Linked DNA regions of Mus musculus: region 2 is linked to region 1. A link is a contact called in public promoter capture Hi-C data. All regions are on one chromosome and are shown on one strand. The core of a region is the stretch at or near the end of the contact, and the rest is flanking DNA. Distances in the headings are between cores, read along the strand shown. Region 1 holds the start of Emcn (endomucin). Region 2 holds the start of Ddit4l (DNA-damage-inducible transcript 4-like).

Region 1 (3,515 bases), core at 333-2,832:
TAGAGTTGACATTTTCAACTGTTCTAAGACATACTGAAGAGTAACTTAGAAGCAGGTCGTCAGTCTCATGGGCACTTTTGTAAAACCCCAAGTTCTCAGTCTCTCTTATAACTTTCTGGAGAAATGCAGGATAGGAGACTGTATGATGCTTCAGACTTATCCTCAGTTTATAACAGTATTTTTAAAAATTACTGGCAAAATGTAAACTCAAGTTGGACCAGTGATTTTTATTATTTTCTACGTTTGATTGTTTTTATAAATTAAAATCTTTTAGGCAGTAAATTTTGGAAAAAGAGACAGGCAAATAAAATTAGAACTGAGTTTTCTGGATTACTTCCCCCCCCCCCCACACACACACACACACACAAACACATACCCTCTCACAGTGCACGCCGCCCGTCCCCTAGAGTCAGAGCAAATCTTTCCCAAATGCTTCTTTGGGTAGCGTGCATTTTAGCTTTCATACTTATTAAATCTGTCTAATACTAGAATCACTCACGTCTTTCTCTCAATAGTACATTTACCACTGTGGGCAAGGAAATCACCTTATTCATTTTTATGTTCTTCTCCTTACCCAGCACAGGACCCTAATAAGCTATTACATTTAACTGTGGTTTATTTCGTATTACTTAAGAATAGTTAGAAATAAAAGTGAACATTGTCTCAACTGCCCATTAACTCAGGGTAACATGCATCTGTTTGTTTGTTTGTTTGTTTGTTTGTTTGTTTTACCTGCATAGGTGGTGGGTTTGGCTTGTTCTGAAAGTTACACAAAATATTATGTAATTATGTTTGTGTGTGCATATATTTCTGTAACAAAAGTAGATACATTTCAATGGCCACTTACCCAGTCCCCTAAGATGCTAGTGTTCGCCTAATGGTGAATCACCATTCACTTCTGCACGGAGTTTTACCTACCAGAGCTGAAAGAGAGCTGTACTGTTGGAGACTTTGGTAGCACTGTTTCCAGTGATGGACTTTCACTCTTACCCCATCCACTATTATTCTGGGCCGATGACGGAAAAGACCATAATTTTGTTTGTTTGTCGTTGTTTTAAACTAGCACATTTTAAGTCAAAATTCTATTTTTAGTCCCTAAAAAGTTAACACATTTCCTGAGACGTTCTCCGAATCCATTTAACACACTTTCAGGCCCTCACACCAGCAAACATTTCCCTTCAGTGGAAACGAACTCTCTACTTGTGGCACTGCCTCCTCCGCCTCTTTCAAACTTAACTCTGTGTACCCTGTTCAGCCAATCAAGCAGCAACTCATCAGAGAAGCCCCCGAGGATCAACTGAGCCTAGCAGCTCACCCACACCATCAGAAAAGATAAGAGGACCGTACCTTTGCCGTCCTCACTGTGGCAGAGACTGTTGGACAAAAGGAAGAAAAGAACAGTCGCTTGAAGCAGCCGCATGGTGCCTACCGATGGTCTCAGTGGCTTCACTGTCCAGGGTAAGGCAGGGAAGGATTCCTCTCAGCCTGGCCAGGCCGTATTAGCAAATGGGAAAGGTGTACTGACTGTGAGCAGACGCTGCCCATTCCTACTTATTTTGGGGATTCTGATAAAGAACTAGAGGAAATACACGCACTCCCTTTGGGAGGTCAGCAGAGAGGAGATTTATTGTTTCAGCCCCTTACAGGAACTTCTTTTTTTTTCCTCTCTCTTCCTTTGGCAGCCACTTGTGTTTTTGTTACTGCATTATTTTACTCTTCTTCAACAAAAAGGTCAGGATGGGATTTGAACAGGAAGAGACCCTTCTTGAGAAAGGGCCAGAGAGCTTTCTAACTTTTGTTTTGAAAGTGCATTTTAGAGAAGCTGTAAAGAGACCTCACCAAGTAGCCCCCCAGGTCGGCTGAAAAGGCTGTGACTTCCCAAGGTCTGGATTTGAGTACAAAATCCACAAGGAATTGCATTTCTTCTCTCTTCTCAACTCATAAGCCAAGTCAGTGAAGACCACCTTCTAGAGGCAAATACAAGTATGAACTGGATCACGTTCTGCTCTTGAGGAAGTAAGCTGGCCTCTTATTACTGCCCAGAGAGGTTTTCAAGACATTTCTTTCTTTCTTTTTAAATATTTTTATTAGATATTTTCTTCATTTACATTTCCACTGCTATTCCAAAAGTCCCCCATACCCCCCCACTCCTCTCCCCCTCCCCCTCCCACTTCTTGGCCCTGGCATTCCCCTGTACTGAGGCATATAAAGTTTGCACGACCAATGGGCCTCTCTTTCCACTGATGGCTGACTAGACCATCTTCTGATTCATATGCAGCTAGAGACACGAGCTCCGGGGGGCACTGGTTAGTTCATATTGTTGTTCCACCTATAGAGTTGCAGTTCCCTTTAGCTCCTTGGATACTTTCTCTAGCTCCTCCATTGGGGGCCCTGTGATCCATCCAATAGCTGACTGTGAGCATCCATTTCTGTGTTTGCTAGGCCCCCGGCATAGCCTCACAAGAGACAGCTATATTAGGGTCCTTTCAGCAAAATCTTGCTAGTGTGTGCAATGGTGTCAATGTTTGGAGGCTGATTATAGGATGGATCCCCGGGTATGGTAGTCTCTAGATGGTCCATCCTTTCGTCTCAGCTCCAAACTTTGTCTCAGTAACTTCTTCCACCACCGGTGTTTTGATCTCAATTCTAAGAAGGGGCAAAGTGTCCACACTTTGGTTTTCGTTCTTCTTGATTTTCATGTGTTTTGCAAATTGTATCTTGTACCTTGGGTATTCTAAGTGTCTGGGCTAATATCCACTTATCAGTGAGTACATATCATGTGAGTTCTTTTGTGATTGTGTTACCTCACTCAGGATGATGCCCTCCATGTCCATCCATTTGCCTAGGAATTTCATAAATTCATTCTTTTTAATAGCTGAGTAGTACTCCATTGTGTAAATGTTAGCCGGCCAGTGATGGCTCATGCTTTAATCCCAGCACTTGGGAGGCAGAGGCAGGTGGATTTCTGAGTTCGAGGCCAGCCTGGTCTACAGAGTAAGACATTTCTAACAGAAGTAAACACAGATTTAAGACAAGCTCCTGCTCACTTCTGGTTCTGAGGCCACCCTTCCCTTTTGTTGCTGCAGACTGAATTCATGTCAGAAAAGTGTACCACCACCAAGTTATATCCCCACCCGATATTCCTGGTTTTTATTAGATTTTTATGAGGCATAAGAAAAAAAATCACTATATTATAGGTATAAGGAATCTGCCTGGGATGGCCTAGGTGGCATCAGCTGTCATAGGGCATTGGTGATGTTCCGAACTGTGTGTTCTGTAGGACCAAACACCAACCAGTAGCCTCTTTGCTCTTAGTGATGACTGCTTTATACAGGATGGTTGCACAGCCCGACCCCTGAACACAGTGCTTGTGTGAAGAATGGAGTCAGAAGATTCCTGAATTCCGCAGTCACAGATTTCACATCCCAACCAATTAATCTTTCATATACGTTTAGGTACAGGCTTACTAGAGGAGGATGCTAATGGATTCTTACACACTAAACCATAAAATTAGA
Region 2 (3,515 bases), core at 260-2,759, 280 kb before region 1:
CTTCCTCTCCTCTCCTGGTTTTCTATGTCATTAGCTCACTTAGAGGGCACTGCTTGTTTTTTGTTTTTTGTTTTATTTTTTAAATTCCAACAAATAGATTCCAAATCATATCTGTATTTTTATCCACATTGAAGACAGACAAATTTAGAATTATAATATTATCTTATAGATGAAGAAAATCTAAAGAGCTTAAGCCACTTAATATATGCTCACACCACTCTTCCATAGTTGAATAGTCTGTCAGATTAGAAATTGACGTTTCAAGTTGCAAATGATGATTCCTGTAGAACCAGGGCTGTTCAAGTTTTCTTCTGACATTAATGCACAGTGGGTGCATTTCATAATAGAATCTTACTTAGCAACGAAAAGGAACTCACTGATGAGGTAAGTGTATAACTCTACAACATCACACGGTGGGAAAGCAAACCGAACTGAGAAGAGCATATACACTTATTATTTAACATTCTAAAAGCAAAACTAACGTGGTAACAAAATGCCGAAGGATGGTCTTCTGGAGACGGGAAAGAGAAGGATTAGGTGGCAAACAGAAAAGGGAGAATTTGGGGGGGGGGGGGGAGGGGGGACGGACGTGGTGGTGCTAGCTACACAAGTAAGCGCATGTCTTTAAACACACCCAGCCTGTACACTTAATGTTCCAACCATGAGATAGGGAACTTCATCCCCAAGAGCCTCTTAGCAGACTGGAACAACGCATTATTCCCCTTACGTTTGTTTTTGGTGGGCAGACAATGCAAAGGAAGTTTAGAAAGAGATCTCAGATGGGTTTCATAGTCCTCTGTGTCTCTAGGAGGAGATGAAGTCTCGCGCACTCAGGCAGGGACGCTTACACTAGAGAGGGGCCCCGCAACCTTCGGATAGGAAAGAGGTGGACAGCCCAGAGACTCACCACTTAGCAGACTCCCAGGGTGATAGCCACCGTCCAACAACTCTGAAATGCTGGCCGGGTTCTTACTGCTCAAACTGCCCGTTGCAACCATGGTCAACGGCTCTGTTTCCCTCGCGGAGCAGAACGGATCTTTCCCTAGGCGCTGGGAGGAAAAAGTGAGAAGTTTGCAAAAGCACGCAAGAAGTGCACAGGCTCCTCAGAGTCCCGGCATCGCCAGGGCGAACTAGCCCGGGCACTGCCCTTCCAAAGGGAGGGACCAGCCTTAGCAACTCAAGTTGACAAAGCCCTAGGAGCGGAGGCGCCAACTAAAGCCAACAGGCTGGAAGTAGCTGGAAAGTCAGCACAACTGGGAAGCGACCCTGCCCTATCCCGCCTCCTCGGGTCGCTCACCTGCCGGATTTCACCAGACGCTGAAGGGTAAACCGAGGCAGGCGCCCCTCAGTAGTCCGAAGCTTGGACAGTGGTCCCCTGCACAGTCCTGCAGCAAGCCGAAGGCTGCGGGCCACCGCGCCCACCAGCACAGGCTGCACCCGGCCGCTCCGCCTCCCGAATGGAGAGCGCTTTATAGGTCCCGCCTCTCCTCCTGGCCGGCACGCCCACCTGCGCCACTCGCTCGGGCCCGTGCCCCGGCCCGCCCCTGCAGGGTCAGGTCACCTTTCAGTTCCTTCCCAGGCAGGGGCCCAGGCAAGCCCCTGGGAGTTGGTGATCAGCCTCGCCTTGGGCGGACACCTGCTGCTTCCTGAGTTGGCCACTGGTCACCCTGAGTTGGCCACTGGTCACCCTCCTAAAGAGCATCTCCCTTCGGCCACTAACCTAGATTCTTTGGCGTGAGCCCCTGCCCACAGCTTGCCTGCTTCCAGGCTCAGACTGCTCAGGTTTTGGCTATGGAACTTTTCAAGCAGCTAGAAGCTCCAGGTCCTGTTAGGCATGACCCAAAACTTTGCTGTGTCATTCTGAATAAGTATTTGGCTTAGTTGACACTGTGCTCTGTGAGCATCCTTTATGCCCATGTTCTGACTCTAACCCATCAGCTCCAGTCCGCACCCAGTCTCCCCGCAGGTGGTCGGGATGTGGTAAGGGCTCTCTAGCTTCAGCTGCACTCAGGAATCAATGGGGCATCTTTGGGGATACTACATCTGTGACTAAACCGTTTTTCTCCGCGGCCAGGGCGAGCCTGGCCCTGTTCTAAGACCTGGCTTCGAAAGGCACAGAACTTGAATTGAAGAGGGCCAGTGCCAAGAAACTAAACAAAACCACTAACAGGATCTCAGTTGCCTGCTCCAGCCGCAGGATAGTTAGGAGCAATTGCCATTCCCAGAAGCAAAAGTTCCCGGTGGGCTTGTTTGGGAAGAAGTTTAAGCTTTAGTGGTCTTTAAAAAGCTTGTGGGGCATGAGAATAAAGAGTTGTCCTGCTAGGATAAGCTCTGCGACTCTTTCCGGGGAGTCTTGAGCAAGAGGGAACAGAGGGTCTGGGACACCACTAAAAGCACGATGCCAAACGTTTTCTTCTAACTTTACTAAGCCACCCTTCCTGCTGCCCTGCGCCAGTGGCACAGGGTTTGCAATGGGTGGGCGTTCCCAGCGAGGTTGCTGAGGTTGCTGAGATGGTTGAGGTGGATCAGAAAAGGAAGAGACCGAGATACTTGGGGTGAGGGTGAACCTCATTCAAGGCCAGGTTCCAGCACCACTCCCGCACACTTTGGGTCCCCACGTGCAAGGAAGGACCTGCAGGTTAGGGCCTTGAGAAGTAGGATCCGCTGTCCAGGCTAAAAAAACTCTCAGAAGGAAAAACAACAACAAAAGTGGTAAAGAGAGTGTGATAAACAGATCAGTGGGAGGACACTTGCAGGCAGAGCAACAGAAACTAAAGCCAGCTTGAAGGTCCATTTTTAACTCTCCCGAAGCAGCTGCACTGCTCAAGGTCAGGCAGGCTCAGGCACGGGATGCTGATAGGCTGGGGAAAGCAGATTTCCACTTCTATTTTAATAACAAAAGTGGAAAACAAGCAATCCCATTTAAGCCGGTTAGAATGGGTCCTTTAGCTGCTACAGAGCCGCTGGTCCTTATCTAGTCAGCCTTGTTAATGACAGCTGCGTCCTCCCTGCTTCAAGGAATGTTATTAGTGTTATGATAGTAAGTGATCAGAATGGACGTGGGTAGAATAGAGAAAATGCAGCATTTCCACTCGGGTATTTAGGCATAATTCATACTTCCACCGGGACAAAGTTATAGAAAGTTCTAGAATGTGGTATTTACTTTTGGCTCACCTAGCTACAATTTTATATCACTCTCTGGGCTTTTATCTCAGAAGGCAATTTACCCATATGCAAAAATTTCAAATAAGAGCATTCTTTTTGACTGAACGAGTGATGCTATCAGGAAGCTTAGGGCAGGAGGAATCAGGAGGTGTAGAGCATATACCTGCAGTAACCGACAGAGATTGTCTTTCTTAAAGGTCACCTAACATGATTTCAAGCCACATGCTCTCACCAACTTCTATCTTTGCATCTAAGTAGATGACTTAAGAAAATGAAATATTTTAAGGATTCAAACAGAATCAAGAAAAACCAAGACTACTGTATTAGTCAGGGTTCTCTAGAGTCACAGA

The links. Promoter capture Hi-C pulls out the DNA fragments that hold promoters and counts their contacts.
Region 2: a contact with region 1 is called in a promoter capture Hi-C map of embryonic stem cells, with 2.0 times the contacts expected there. The contact joins the promoter of Ddit4l here to the promoter of Emcn in region 1. A contact is called at or near these places in 2 of 39 promoter capture datasets (embryonic stem cells and frontonasal cranial neural crest) and 2 of 9 other capture datasets (adipose tissue and pancreatic islet).

Annotation. Positions count from the first base shown.
Region 1 is chr3:137,339,145-137,342,659 of GRCm38.p6, reverse strand. It overlaps Emcn (endomucin), which reads right to left and starts at 1,582. Exons shown (of 12, transcript NM_001163522.1): 1 at 1,348-1,582. The coding sequence starts at 1,420.
Region 2 is chr3:137,621,666-137,625,180 of GRCm38.p6, reverse strand. It overlaps Ddit4l (DNA-damage-inducible transcript 4-like), which reads right to left and starts at 1,509. Exons shown (of 3, transcript NM_030143.4): 1 at 1,298-1,509; 2 at 908-1,049. The coding sequence starts at 998.